2 separate regions of the Zea mays genome follow, and region 2 is linked to region 1. Evidence: chromatin contacts called from public Hi-C data. All regions are on one chromosome and are shown on one strand. The core of a region is the stretch at or near the end of the contact, and the rest is flanking DNA. Distances in the headings are between cores, read along the strand shown.

Region 1 (6,197 bases), core at 1,181-3,680:
ACTGGTTATTTAGGTGATAACGATTTGGGGTCCGGCACATTCACCAGTTTGGCCAGCTTTTAGCCTTGCTTCTAGCCCATGGCATACTTCTGTGTCCAGGAGCGTGCGGTGGACTCATACTTGGCCCTGTCGGTCTTGTACATGTGAGCAATCTCAGGGACAAGAGGATCATCAGGGTTTGGGTCCGTGAGCAGTGAGCAGATTGACAGGAGAACCTGTTAATACAGAACAGAACAGATCAGTAAACAGACAAAACTATCTTGAACATACTGTTCTCAAGGAACATAACCACAATATCATATTAGCTAACCACAACTCCTCATGGAGTAAAGAAAATTAGTCCGAAAAATGCCAAGAACTTGTTTGGTTGCAATCCACTATCCGTCTCAGTTCTTGTTTGGCTACACCCAAATCCATCTCAATCCACCTTTGTTGGGGTGGAGCCAAAAGTAAGGCCTCAAAACCTCGGAGGATTCAGGTGGATCAGAGTGCAGCCAGAACTCACAATATAAACAATGTAGACAATTTACCTTTGAGATAGTTAAAGCAGGACTCCACTGTTCCTTAAGAATGTCAAGGCAAATGCTGCCGTTGCTGTTGATGTTCGGGTGGAAAACCTTGGTGCGGAAAGACACCTGCAGATAAGCATATCATCTTCACATTAAAACATTGTAACTGTTTCAAAAGTTACCATATGCACAATTGTAACTCTAGGAATCTAAATATACAGGTAGAGGTGGCATTAGAAATCAAAAATTAGAGAAAATACCTTTGGTGGCTTGAAAGGGTAATCCGGTGGGAAGTGAATGTTCACCAAGAATACCCCACCTGCAAATGGGCTGTCCGAAGGCCCCATGATGGTCGCTTGCCAATGGAACATGTCCTCACCAACAGGACCTGACAATTAAGAATAGTTAGTGCAACACACAGATAGGTGACTACAAATGTTAAGTAAAACAAATCGAGACTCAATGGTGGCTTTAGAATATGATTGGATCATATAGAACAAACATTTCAACAATACCAAGTTACCAACACATATGCAATATCCATATCAGACCAAATAAAAGACATCAGTATGCTTACAAAGTTATACATGAATAAAACAAATGTAAGGTGCATCACAACCTCAATGGACATCCTTGCTAACAAATCATGTCATGGGAAGACCCCTTGTGTTTATTTTAACTGACGGTTGATTCTACTATACATGAACCAAGTGGAGCCCAAAGTTTTAAAATTACTAACTAAAACCGAATAGATAAGATGCGACTTCAGCACTACTACAGATGAAAAGGCAGTTAGTTTGGAAGGTCAAGTAGTGTCCAGGAAGAATATCTTTCGGTATTTAGGATCAATGCTACTGAGAAGAGGAGACTAATGAAGATGTTAGCCATAAAACCGAAGCAGCATAAATGAAGCGGCTTCAAGCATATGGCATTCTATGTGACGAGGGTACCACAGAAGCTAAAAGACAAATTTAAAAACAACAACAATTAGACCTGCATGTTGTATGTACAGAATATTTGCCTGTGTTGCCTCAGATTTATGGCCATACAAGAAGAGATGAAAACCCAAAACGATACTATATATGATAGGCTAGTAATAGCACCGGTTGAAAAAAAAAAGGTTTGTTAACCAGTTAAGATGGTTTGGACATGTGCAGCGGAGATCTCTCTGGGTACATCATAATAGCATCATAAAAAGAGATAGTAATAGGAAGAGAGGCTGAAGTTAACATGAAAAGAGACAGTAAAAGAAGACTTAAAAGTAAAAAAGAAGACTTTAAAGTACAAAATATATGCATAGAAAATAGTTAAACGTGTCTGGACCTTGACTTGCTTATGTTAGATTTCAACTCAGTGCTGTGGAAGTGTGGAACATGTAGGCACAGCCAAGTAGTTCTGAATCAACCACGCAGAATATTAAAACAAACGTAATAAAATAACCACATCAGGGTACTCGAGAAAATTAGCATGCGACCGATACAATTAACTAGAGGTCTAACCGCATTAATCATAATCCGAGGACACAGACACCAACCTACAACTCAAGCACACACGGACGACGGGCGCATCGCAACACAATTCCGCAAGATCTGGACACAAACCAGAGCGCTAGAGAGTAAATCACCTGCGCTGCAGGAGGTGGGCGGGTCCTTCTGCAGGTCCTTCAACTCCTTCAGGATCCTCTTCGACGCCATCGATCAAACCCTAAACAAAATCCCCCAAAATCCACAGATCAAATCGAACCTAGGGTAGGGTTCCGTAGTTAGAGCCAATCGAATCGAGGGAGGTGGCCGTACCGATCGGTGCCGGGGGAGGCAGGCGGGGGTGGCGCGGGGTCGATGCAGCGGCCGCCTCTATCTCTTCTCCGAGGCGCGCGGCGGCGACGGAACGGGAGGAAGCGAGGAGTCGGGGGATTTGGGCCGGGTCCTAGATGTGCCCATGGGACACTTTAAAGGGCAACGGACGGATATGGGCCGTCCGATCACGGATCCGCCGGCGCCGACAACTCGCGTGATGCTTACGCGGGACGCGAACAGTGGGGGGTCTGCTTTTCCGGGTTTCTTTTGTGTGCGGAAGAGAAGGGGTGGAAAATCCCTTTTATTTATTTTATTTTATTTTTTATTAATAAAAGTGAGTGAGATTCTCTGCTCCTGCGGATGGCCACGTTAGTAGAAATAACTCCCACCGTCAGATTGCAATTTCACGGCTAGATCGCTCTGTCGCTCTCGTCTCGCAAGTTGCAGCGCCAAACCCTCCTCCAGAACCACCGACCTCCGACTCGCCTTTGGTCTTTGACAGCTCTTACTTCAAGTGAGTCTATAGCTTGCTTAATGAAGTAATTATAATTAATTAAGAGATGCTTTGTAACTACCTTTGTTATCTCATCTAGGCAGTTGAATGTCATTGGACACTAAGGTCCTATTTGGAAGAGCTTTATTTCAATAATTTCAAATCTATTTCAGCTTATTCTATCTAAACAGGTACAGCTCTACGAGCTCTAGTTAAAAAAAAAACTAAAACTAAAGATCAATTTTATGAAATTTTTGAAGCTTCTCAAAGGGTGCTAAAAAACATTGTTTTCATATATCCCCGTGAATTTGCACAAAAAATATCCACCATGTCATTGGTTACATTACTTACGGATTTAGATCTCTTTCTCCACCCACTAGTCATTAAGGGTAATTAAAAAAAAATCATAAAAATTAATTATACTATAGAAGCTATAGTCTATGTGCAAGTCAAATACTCTTGAACCCCGCCTCACCAATCTATTGAAATTGTTTCACTGTGAAACTGTAAAACTGAAGCTACAATTTTTAAAGTGAAACCCTCCCGGACCTAATTATTTATCCGATATTTTTATTGGGAACTTGTGAGTGGTGACGAGGGCCTTCTTCAGCTCCCAAGTGAGAAATATGTTGCGGTATGCCTCCAGTTCAATGCATCTAGAGTTTGGAGACATGTAAGAGAATGCTAATTGTTGGTCTCATTATAGGATGAGAAGGCTTTCATTGATGACTACACGGAGGCACATCTCAAGCTCTGTGGAAGTGCAAAGCTGTATGCTTCTCGGTCATTTTTTTATATAAATAATGGACTTAACAGAGGTGCTGTAGAAAATAGATGCTCTTCCTGGCTGATCTTGCACCTGCTTGACAGCATCGAGACATGCATCTCTTGCTTTACTAAGTTCCAGGCCCTGACTGCAGGAAATGGCTTTTTTGATTAATGTAGGTGTACTATCCCGAGAATATGAACACTCCAGAGATGCAATATTTGAGGCCAGTATGCAGTAGTCGAGCCTGTTCATATATTATTGTTCCTATTTTCTAATCAGGGCCTTTTTGCTAATAGTTTATAATGAGTAATTCTAACTAGGCTGCTTCCAAATGTAGTCCATTGGCTAAGCCAAAAACTCAGTCAGTGATGAAAAGGAGGCAGCCAATTGCATCCCTGCATCCTGAATTGCCTTTCTACCTTCCACACATCGTCCATCCGTCCAGTTACTGCAGATTGTCAAATTGATGCCTCTATTACATTTTCACCGGATTTCTTATATTACATCTCCCATAAATTGATTTAAAAATACCCTAAAATTAAGTTTAGGATATAGAAGAACACTGCTACAATAAATTACATAAAACTTGTCTTCTATAAATTACGTATAGGTCTATAACTCTATAGTCGATTCCAGTATGTAATCCGAAACAATTTTAGGTAACTAGAGTTCAATAATCCAATAGCAAAATAGATGGTCAAAACTCTGCAAACTATATTTAACTAGAGACTAGGTCCAAGACCACCTTGCTAGACCTTAGTTTATTAGCAAGTCTGTTTCTTACGTTGCATAAAAGAGGCGTGGTTCACTTACCACCAATGACACATTTGTTCTCTCCAGCAATCATTCTCATCATAGAACTGAATACTCACTTTTATGTTACTTCTAAGGTTAGAAATCTCACTTTGGTTCTTTAGAAGAGGGGCCATCCTCATAAAAATATAATCTATCAAGAAGAGAGAGCTTGTAATATCGGACCACCTTGTCTGTAAGCTTTCTTGCATGTTTTACAAAACTTTAATACAGTCATATACTATAACTAGGTGGATACCCGTGCGTTGCAACGGAAACATATTGTCGGGATAGGGAACGTGGCTCCTACCAATTTGGTATCAAAGGTCTCGACGATCATGAGCTCTGTCGTTGCCCCCAGGCAGCAGCCACCGCCAGTATCAGACAGCCCCCAGCAACGTCCAACGCGCTAGTCGCAGCCCCTGCTTCGTCGGGAGCCATGATGCTTCGCCAATAATCCCCCAAATACCCAGCCTCCTTGTCGGGCAGCGCCACTGGAGGCATGGCGGCCCCGCAGCCAATGGCGGCCACATCTTCTAGGTGGAGTACGCTCTTGAGACCGTCCGCGGCATGAACACTGTTGTCCTCGACGTCGAGAAGAAGTCCACACCCAAGCTCGATTACTCCAGGTAGCAAACCCTCCGCCCCTCCTTTCTATCATCCGAGCAGATCTCGTGATCGTCATCCTCGCCCGACGCGGACAGAGGAGGTGCGGCGACACTACGAAGTGCTAGTGGATGAGAAGAGGGAGAATTGAGCTGATCTAGACGAGGAGGCCTAGGACGGGCTGTCTTAGCCCACACAAAACTTTAGTTTTTCTATATAAATGAACATTAGATATAATAGGTTTTAAAAATTGAGTGGGGCATGATCCACTTTGCCTCCCCTTGGTCAACTACTGGTTTTATTAAGAATAGAATTATACGATATAATTATGAGAGTCCTCATAACACAAGCTAAAAACGAATAAAGCTTTGTTCGATTGCATGGGGCGAAGGGGATCTAGCAAGGGATTCAATCTCCTTCGATCCTTTTCAATCCGCTCTTAATCGAACAAGCCTGACAATCCAAATAAATCTAGAATAATATAAAAAAGCAAGGAAAAGATGATCCTCAAACAAGCTGTCTAAGAAAATTAAAAAAGTGGACACGAGTTGTGTACAGAGAAAAAACTTATTGTAACATACATCCACCCAAACGAGACAAACTTCGGTCGCAAGGCATCTGCATGGGATGAGACCAACAACAACTAATTTATAATAGCAAAGAAATACGTACCATTTTAGATAGATAATGGAATATATTTCTCTAGCTAGTTACTCTATTCGGTGCCATAGATAAGAATGATTCTCTCTGTAGATGCCTTACTTTGATTATACGACTCAGAACAAAACTGAAATGTCGTACTTTGTTGGACGGAGATAGAAATACTTATGCTGCATTGGATCTGCTTTGAGCATTGTACCGATCTGTATAAGACAATTTAACACGGATAAATGCAAGCGAGCATCGTGATCCATTACATCATGATCTAAACATATGTCACATTTAACACTTAAATATTTCCACCAATTCGTATAGATTTATAAAGAAGCTACTAAAAAACTATAACTATATATACAATTAAATCATGATCAAACAGAATAGGATGCTCGTTTGCATGCTTGTACCTAAGGTCTAATTGCATATTAGTCGTTACCGATTAATACAAGGGATCAGAGGCAATGTAGGAAGGAGGCGAGATCGGGTCAGCTCAAGTGTTGAGTTGAGACAGCAGAAGGCACTGTCAATCAGATCATCATGTTGGAAATTCAGCTGCAAGCTCTACAGCGGTGCTA
Region 2 (6,197 bases), core at 1,928-4,427, 270 kb before region 1:
ACATCAGCATCAGTTGTGGCTCCATGGGCAACAAAGTGAATATACTCAGACAAGTATGCCCCAATATCTTTGCTTGGTGGCATGGATGATGCACACAGGTACATAAGCTCCCAAGCTCTTATTGACCAACCCCTGCAGGTACAATAAAATATAATTCCTACAATGGTATACACATATGCTTGCCATCCATGAGAAGCTCAACTCACCTATCAGGATTGTTACGTGTTTGTTTTGAAATCTGTGCAAAGAGTTCATCTCGAAGTTCAGAACGCTTTAACGTATGCTTGTAGAGCTTCTCAACAAATTCTATTCTCTCCTCCAAACTAATTATTGCTGGTGAATCGATGCCCATGTACTTTAGTATGACATGGAACAACTTAATCGAGCGGCTTACAAGGTCATTGCTTATCTTTAGTAATGAAGTTGGAATAGAATCCTGCAGGAGATAAAAAGAATCAACAAATTAGCAGAACAAAATGATAGATGTGATTTAATGTGAGATATTGACCTTAAGCTTTACCATAGAAGTTTAGAAGAAAGATAAGTTGAAACAAGTGCAGCAGTGTAACTTCACAAGCCAGACCCAGTGCCCGGGGACTACTGGGGTCTAGGGAAAGGATAAACCGAGGCAAGCCTTCCTCCCACAGATATGGAGAGGCTGCTAGCTCTCACCACCGCACCAAGCCTGCCCTTCAGCAGCGTAACTTCACAAATGGAATGAAATTTGAGAGCATCACCTTTTGAAAGCACAGCATATCTTCCAAAGTGAACTTCTCGCGAGTTTGTGGCCCAACAGACTTTTTAGAAAAAAATCCACGTTTTCCAGCTGAATGAATCTGCTTTTGCATTGCTTTGAGAAAACCCTCGACCTGTTATTTTCAAGCACTGGTATCAGAGTGGGAATCAGAGCATTTCTTACAATATCAAATTCGATAACTGTACTTTATAGAACCCTAATGGACATTTTGGTTAGCCTGCATGATGCTTACGGTATCTGCTGGTATTCCCTAATTGAATTTCCTTGTCTCTAATGCCAGTAACAATGATAAATGATGGTAAATTAACCAATTGAATGGTAAGAGTATACAGGGTACAGTTTTCGTATTTTTGTGCATGTAGAAGAGAATGTAACGCTTAACCTTGAATGTGGTGCTGATTGTTCTTACTTTCCATTCACCTCTCAATATCTAAAGAACATTATGTAGAGATTATGTAGGACTAATCGACATTATGCTTGTTACAGTCTATTTGAATTGTAACATAGTGATGTATAGTTTCCTTATGATAGGATTAGAGCTCCTATCAGAGAGACTGCACATATTGTAGGGATGAGGCGTTGCGGGCTGGCGCAGGGGCGCCGTGGCCGTGCTGTTCTTCGGCGGACGCTGGACAACGGCTTTGGCAGAAGAAAACACGTCTGCTTCCTTTGGAGGAAGTACACTAAATAGTTTTCTGCTTAATTCATATAGAGTGGTGCTTACAAGTATTTATACTCCCTTCTAGTCCTTATCTAAAGAGATCAAATCTGAGATCTCCTCTTTTCTCTCTAACAAATCTTATCTCCTTAATATTCTAATCCTTATCTAACTAATCTGCATGCCTATTATTGGCCGCCGCCTCTGCTGTTGTCCGGCGCCTGTAGTGGCGGCCGGTCATAACACCCTACCTCGTTTTTGTTTCCACCAAACTGACAACTAGGGGTACCTTTCGACTTTCGTGCAAACCATAAACAAGAATAATGCATTTGTCTCGATGCTAAAGTTAAAAAATTCCAAATCAACCAGTGTTGGATATTCTTTCATTTCAAAAAAAAAAAAGTGATCGCATTGGTAAGGATGCTACAACGTAGTAGTCACGTACCTGAAATCGATCAATTAATGGAATAGCTCCAGCAAGCTCAGGAGGTATGGACATTGACAAAGTTGACGGTGTACTGCAAAAACAGTAAGCCCAGATAGTAGATATGAATCACATCCGACCTTGGCACACGAATGTGGCAGTGGCACAGAAGAAAACAATGTACGCTGTGTGGTGTCTTCGCTACAAAACAACTAGCACAAAAATTGGTACCTGACGCACTTAACAAGTAGGGTTGGTAGGCCATGGATTACGAGCACAGCACACATAGCCAATTATAGCAACATTAACACGATACAGCAATTAAACAAATTACAAATCCTAGCCATCAGCCCGACTTTTTCCCCCAACTTTACACTAGGCAGGCAGGGAACTCTTTTGGCAATCATCGTACGCAGAGCCATCCGAACCGGTAATTAAAGTTGACTAAAGTTCAACTCACGGGCAATTATAGCACAGCATGAAATCAACTCGGAAGTTCCCGAAGCAGCGGCAGGAGACGGCGAAGGAAATGGAGGGAGGTGGGGACTCACGGGGGCGCGAAGCTGTAGCCGTCGCTGTCGTACCCGTCGGCGGCGGCGCCGTTGGCGGTGGAGGCCGCCGAGCCTTGCGGCGGCGTGGCGGCGGCGGCACCGCCGCCGTTGCTGATGCTGACGGAGGCGCCGTTCGGCGCCTGGTGCTGCGCGGGCCCCGCCCCGCCGGCCGCCATCTTCACGCGCTGTACTTCTCCTCCGCCTCCGCCTCCTCCTCCTCAGGAGCGAGCTACCGAGCTAGTAGTAGTAAAGCCTCCCCGAAGCCACAATCAACCTCAGGGCCATCGAGTCCTCGCGTCCAGCGGCAGCAGGTCACCGCCGAGCAGCAGGTCCGCAATCGCCATCACCGCCGCAAGCGTCGAAGCCAATCCCGCGACACGGCCTCAGATCGAAAACGCCACGGGGAGGCGGCGCCTGGAAGGTCCGAGCTCTGAGCTCCGGATACCGGGACCGCCCTCGAGTCGGCGCGGCGAGCGGGTGGACAAACGGAGCAAGCCCCCGGCAATGCGAGCGGTATAAGTAAGTCGGCTGTGAGTCCCGACAGGCGCACGGTCGGCGAGGAGAGGGAGGCTCGGACCAGGTCGCGGGCGCCTCGTCCGGCCGCGGCCGGCAGGACGAGATCCGGAGCCGAGGAGGGGGACGACGGGACGAGGTGTGGAGAGGGAGGGAGGAGAGAGGGCAGGCGGGCTCACGAGGGGGCGGTACTGCTATGGCGAGGCGGAGGCGGAGGCGGAAGGCTGCCGTACCAGCGGATTAAACAAAAACAGGCGCCGTGGGCCCCCCTTCCGTTCCGCTGTTGTTTTGCCCCCTCCCCGTGTCCTCCTTGCCGCGCAAGCGCTCATGATTTTTGGGAGGCCGGCCGCCGGCGTGGGCTGCTGGGTCTGGGAAGGAACGGATTAGTAGAATTTTTCAGCGAACGGTTAAAGAGATCTTCAACAGAAATTTTGGCTGGACGCTGATGAATAATCGCTTATGTTTCTAATGCCGAGCGCGTTGTTTTTTTGGTTATGTGATCTGGATGCTGAAAGGATGCTTGCCGGTGTTCAATTTCTGTTCTTTAGCTTGTCTGGTTTCTCTCAGGATTGTATTGGTCTGGTAGCTGTGGGCCCTTACCAATTTCTTGTTTGGGTGATTGGGAGTGTTTACATTCTGGTTAGAAGGTCTGTTTGGTTTCTGATCTCTACTATGATCCAAAACTGTTATGGATAGTTAGAGTATGACTGTTAGCTTGATGAGCTAAGTATTGTAATAAGTAGTATGTTCTGTTGGAGTCTGTTAAACTGTGGTCCTATTTCTTAATGAAATAGGGGGTATCCTTTGCTGTTAAAAAAATAACTTTGGGGATTAGAACTGGAATGACTAATGAGGCAGAACGGGGCCACGAGCGGAGGGCGGGGACCCGTCCGGCGGGTAGGCAGGCACAGGATGGTATGGGATTGGATGGGTCACGTGTTTGGTTAGAGGATAAACTAGGATGAAGTGGGGTCATTCGATTTTTTTGACCATACCATCACTAAAAATTACTTTGGTGTTTATCTTATTCGCGCGTGACTATCATTCAAACATTATAGAAAATGTGGATGTCCTTCTGTCGTGGTTTCGGAAACCGGCGGACAATAACATTTGTGTTCGGCAGGTCGGCAGGGGTGCTAGCGTGGACTCGCTCTAAATGGTGAGCCACGAGGGCTCGAAGGTGGATCTGATACGGGGTTATACTGATTCATGCTAGAGCCATAGTACAGTGTAGTGTTGATTATAGTATTGTTTTAGTATTGCTTGAAGCGTTTTACAATTTGTTCTAGGTCCGCCTTGACCCAAGGCCTATGTAGAATGTAGTTGCGCTCGGGGGTTAGGAGCCCAAGACAATTCATTGAACTAAGATAAATTTTTAGAGAATTGTTGGCTATATTCCGGGTACTTTATACTAATTGTACACGGGTAGGGTTTAATAAGTACGTACTCGTACCTGTTAGTTTCTCTTTTTCTCCTATTAACAGACCCGTGAGTATAAGTCCTCTAATGGAGTAATTATCCACCGTGTACCGCGTAATGGGTCCTCATTGCCATATTTACTGGGTACCTTACCCACTAATCCATAGTCGTCCATTAGACATGGCTAGGGATGGCAATTGGGCGGGTAGTATACGGATATATAGTTCGTAAATCTATATACGCGAGACAAAACTTAACCTATACCTGTATGCATAAACGTTCGTGGGTATGAATCTGTACCCGTACCCTATACTACAATTTTAGCATTCAACACCAAACAACAATTTTATCACATTTCAAAATAATTATCATTATACCAGCATCAAATGATAATTTTAGCACCAAACAACATATCATAGATAAAAATTGAAAAATAAGAATTTATGATAATATATTAAATCCGGATGGCTCATATGTCATATATCTATTAAATAACTAGTATGGATATACCTACGAAAAAACTATCCACAGAACATACTTTATTATAATAATAATCGTACACATGGTTCCGGATACCAAATTCTATCATGCTTATAACCAGTAGATAATTATTCACGGTTATTTATTTATACTCGTACCCATTGCCATGATTAGCCATGGCCGGCTGGCCGCATGAGGCATGGCATGCACGACAGGACGATAGAGAGAGGGGGTACGTACGTACGGTGGCACCAACCGCCGGCGTCCACGGTCCCGGTCGGCATTATTCCAGATTCCAACGGAACAGGGCGTGTCAGGTTGGATTTGTTCGCGCTATCCTAGTCCTACTGTACCTAGACGATGGGCCCCTCATATACATCTGGACCGGACCCTTTCATGTCGCCACGACGAAACGCGTATGATTTCATGGCACACTGTTCGATTGTTAATAGAGACGGGCCACACGCGGTCTGTCGCACGGAACGACCACGGGTAAAAAAAAAAGAACAGGGGCCGCAGCGCACACAGCTTGCTTGCCCTGCTGTGCGTCGTCACGCAGATTCCATCCGTTTTGGATTTTTTTTGCCTGCGGTCACCACACGTGCTACGTATACGTGCAAAAGGGCAGTGCGAGGCGATACCATCGATAGCCAGGCTTGCGTACTACTACCGGGGCTCAGCCGGACCGACGCTGACCTCACCTAGTCAGTCACCTACTCACCTGGCTCTGCATTTTTTCTTCTTCTGAAACATAGAATACAGTGGGTTGGGCGCCGGTCTGCCGCTGAACGCTGATCCACCATTCGGTCGAGGTCGGCCCGCCCGCCACCCCGTGCTTGGACTCCCGTCCACCGCAGGTCGCACAGCCCAAATCGCTCGCTCGCTCGCCGCCGCGTCGGTATCGTGTGCGGGTCGCGTCGGTATCGTGTGCGGCGATTATTTTCATACAGTATTTTTATTTAAAAAAACGTGCACGATCCTATGGCTATGTGCACATGCGGTGGGCAGACGACAAGGCGTAATCGAGTCAATTACGGCACGAACAACATTTATGTTACAAACACAAGAGAAAATTATACTTTGGCCATTCGTCTCGTGATAACAAATACAAATATATCAATTATCAAAAGACAATAAGACAAAAACCAAATCTAAAACAGTTACCAACCTTGTAATACAAATCATAACTCACAAGTCACAATTATTTTAGCTTAGTAATAGTTCTAGACTACTCAGATACACATTGCGGTTTCTTATCGGGTCCCTAATAGAGCCGAGGTTCCCCCATCGGTAAACAAGTGTTGTCTCAATGGAGAACAGGGAAGCTGCGATTTGGCGTTTGGCAAATGCGCATCGAAGCAACGCGCGCCCCGCACCGTCCGACCTACGGCACGG

What was found. Hi-C and Micro-C count contacts between places; a contact is called where the count stands out from the background.
Region 2: a Hi-C map of leaf shows a contact between it and region 1, with 4 times the contacts expected there. The contact joins the promoter of LOC103645796 here to the promoter of LOC100281830 in region 1. A contact is called at or near these places in 2 of 25 Hi-C or Micro-C datasets (both in leaf).

Annotation. Positions count from the first base shown.
Region 1 is chr2:3,058,717-3,064,913 of Zm-B73-REFERENCE-NAM-5.0, reverse strand. It overlaps LOC100281830 (ubiquitin-conjugating enzyme E2-17 kDa), which reads right to left and starts at 2,430. Exons shown (of 5, transcript NM_001154750.1): 1 at 2,306-2,430; 2 at 2,134-2,213; 3 at 770-897; 4 at 531-635; 5 at 1-215. The coding sequence starts at 2,203. The coding sequence ends at 72.
Region 2 is chr2:3,327,391-3,333,587 of Zm-B73-REFERENCE-NAM-5.0, reverse strand. It overlaps LOC103645796 (kinesin-like protein KIN-14I), which reads right to left and starts at 3,177. Exons shown (of 23, transcript XM_020548072.2): 1 at 2,391-3,177; 2 at 1,861-1,933; 3 at 738-869; 4 at 207-436; 5 at 1-132. The coding sequence starts at 2,566.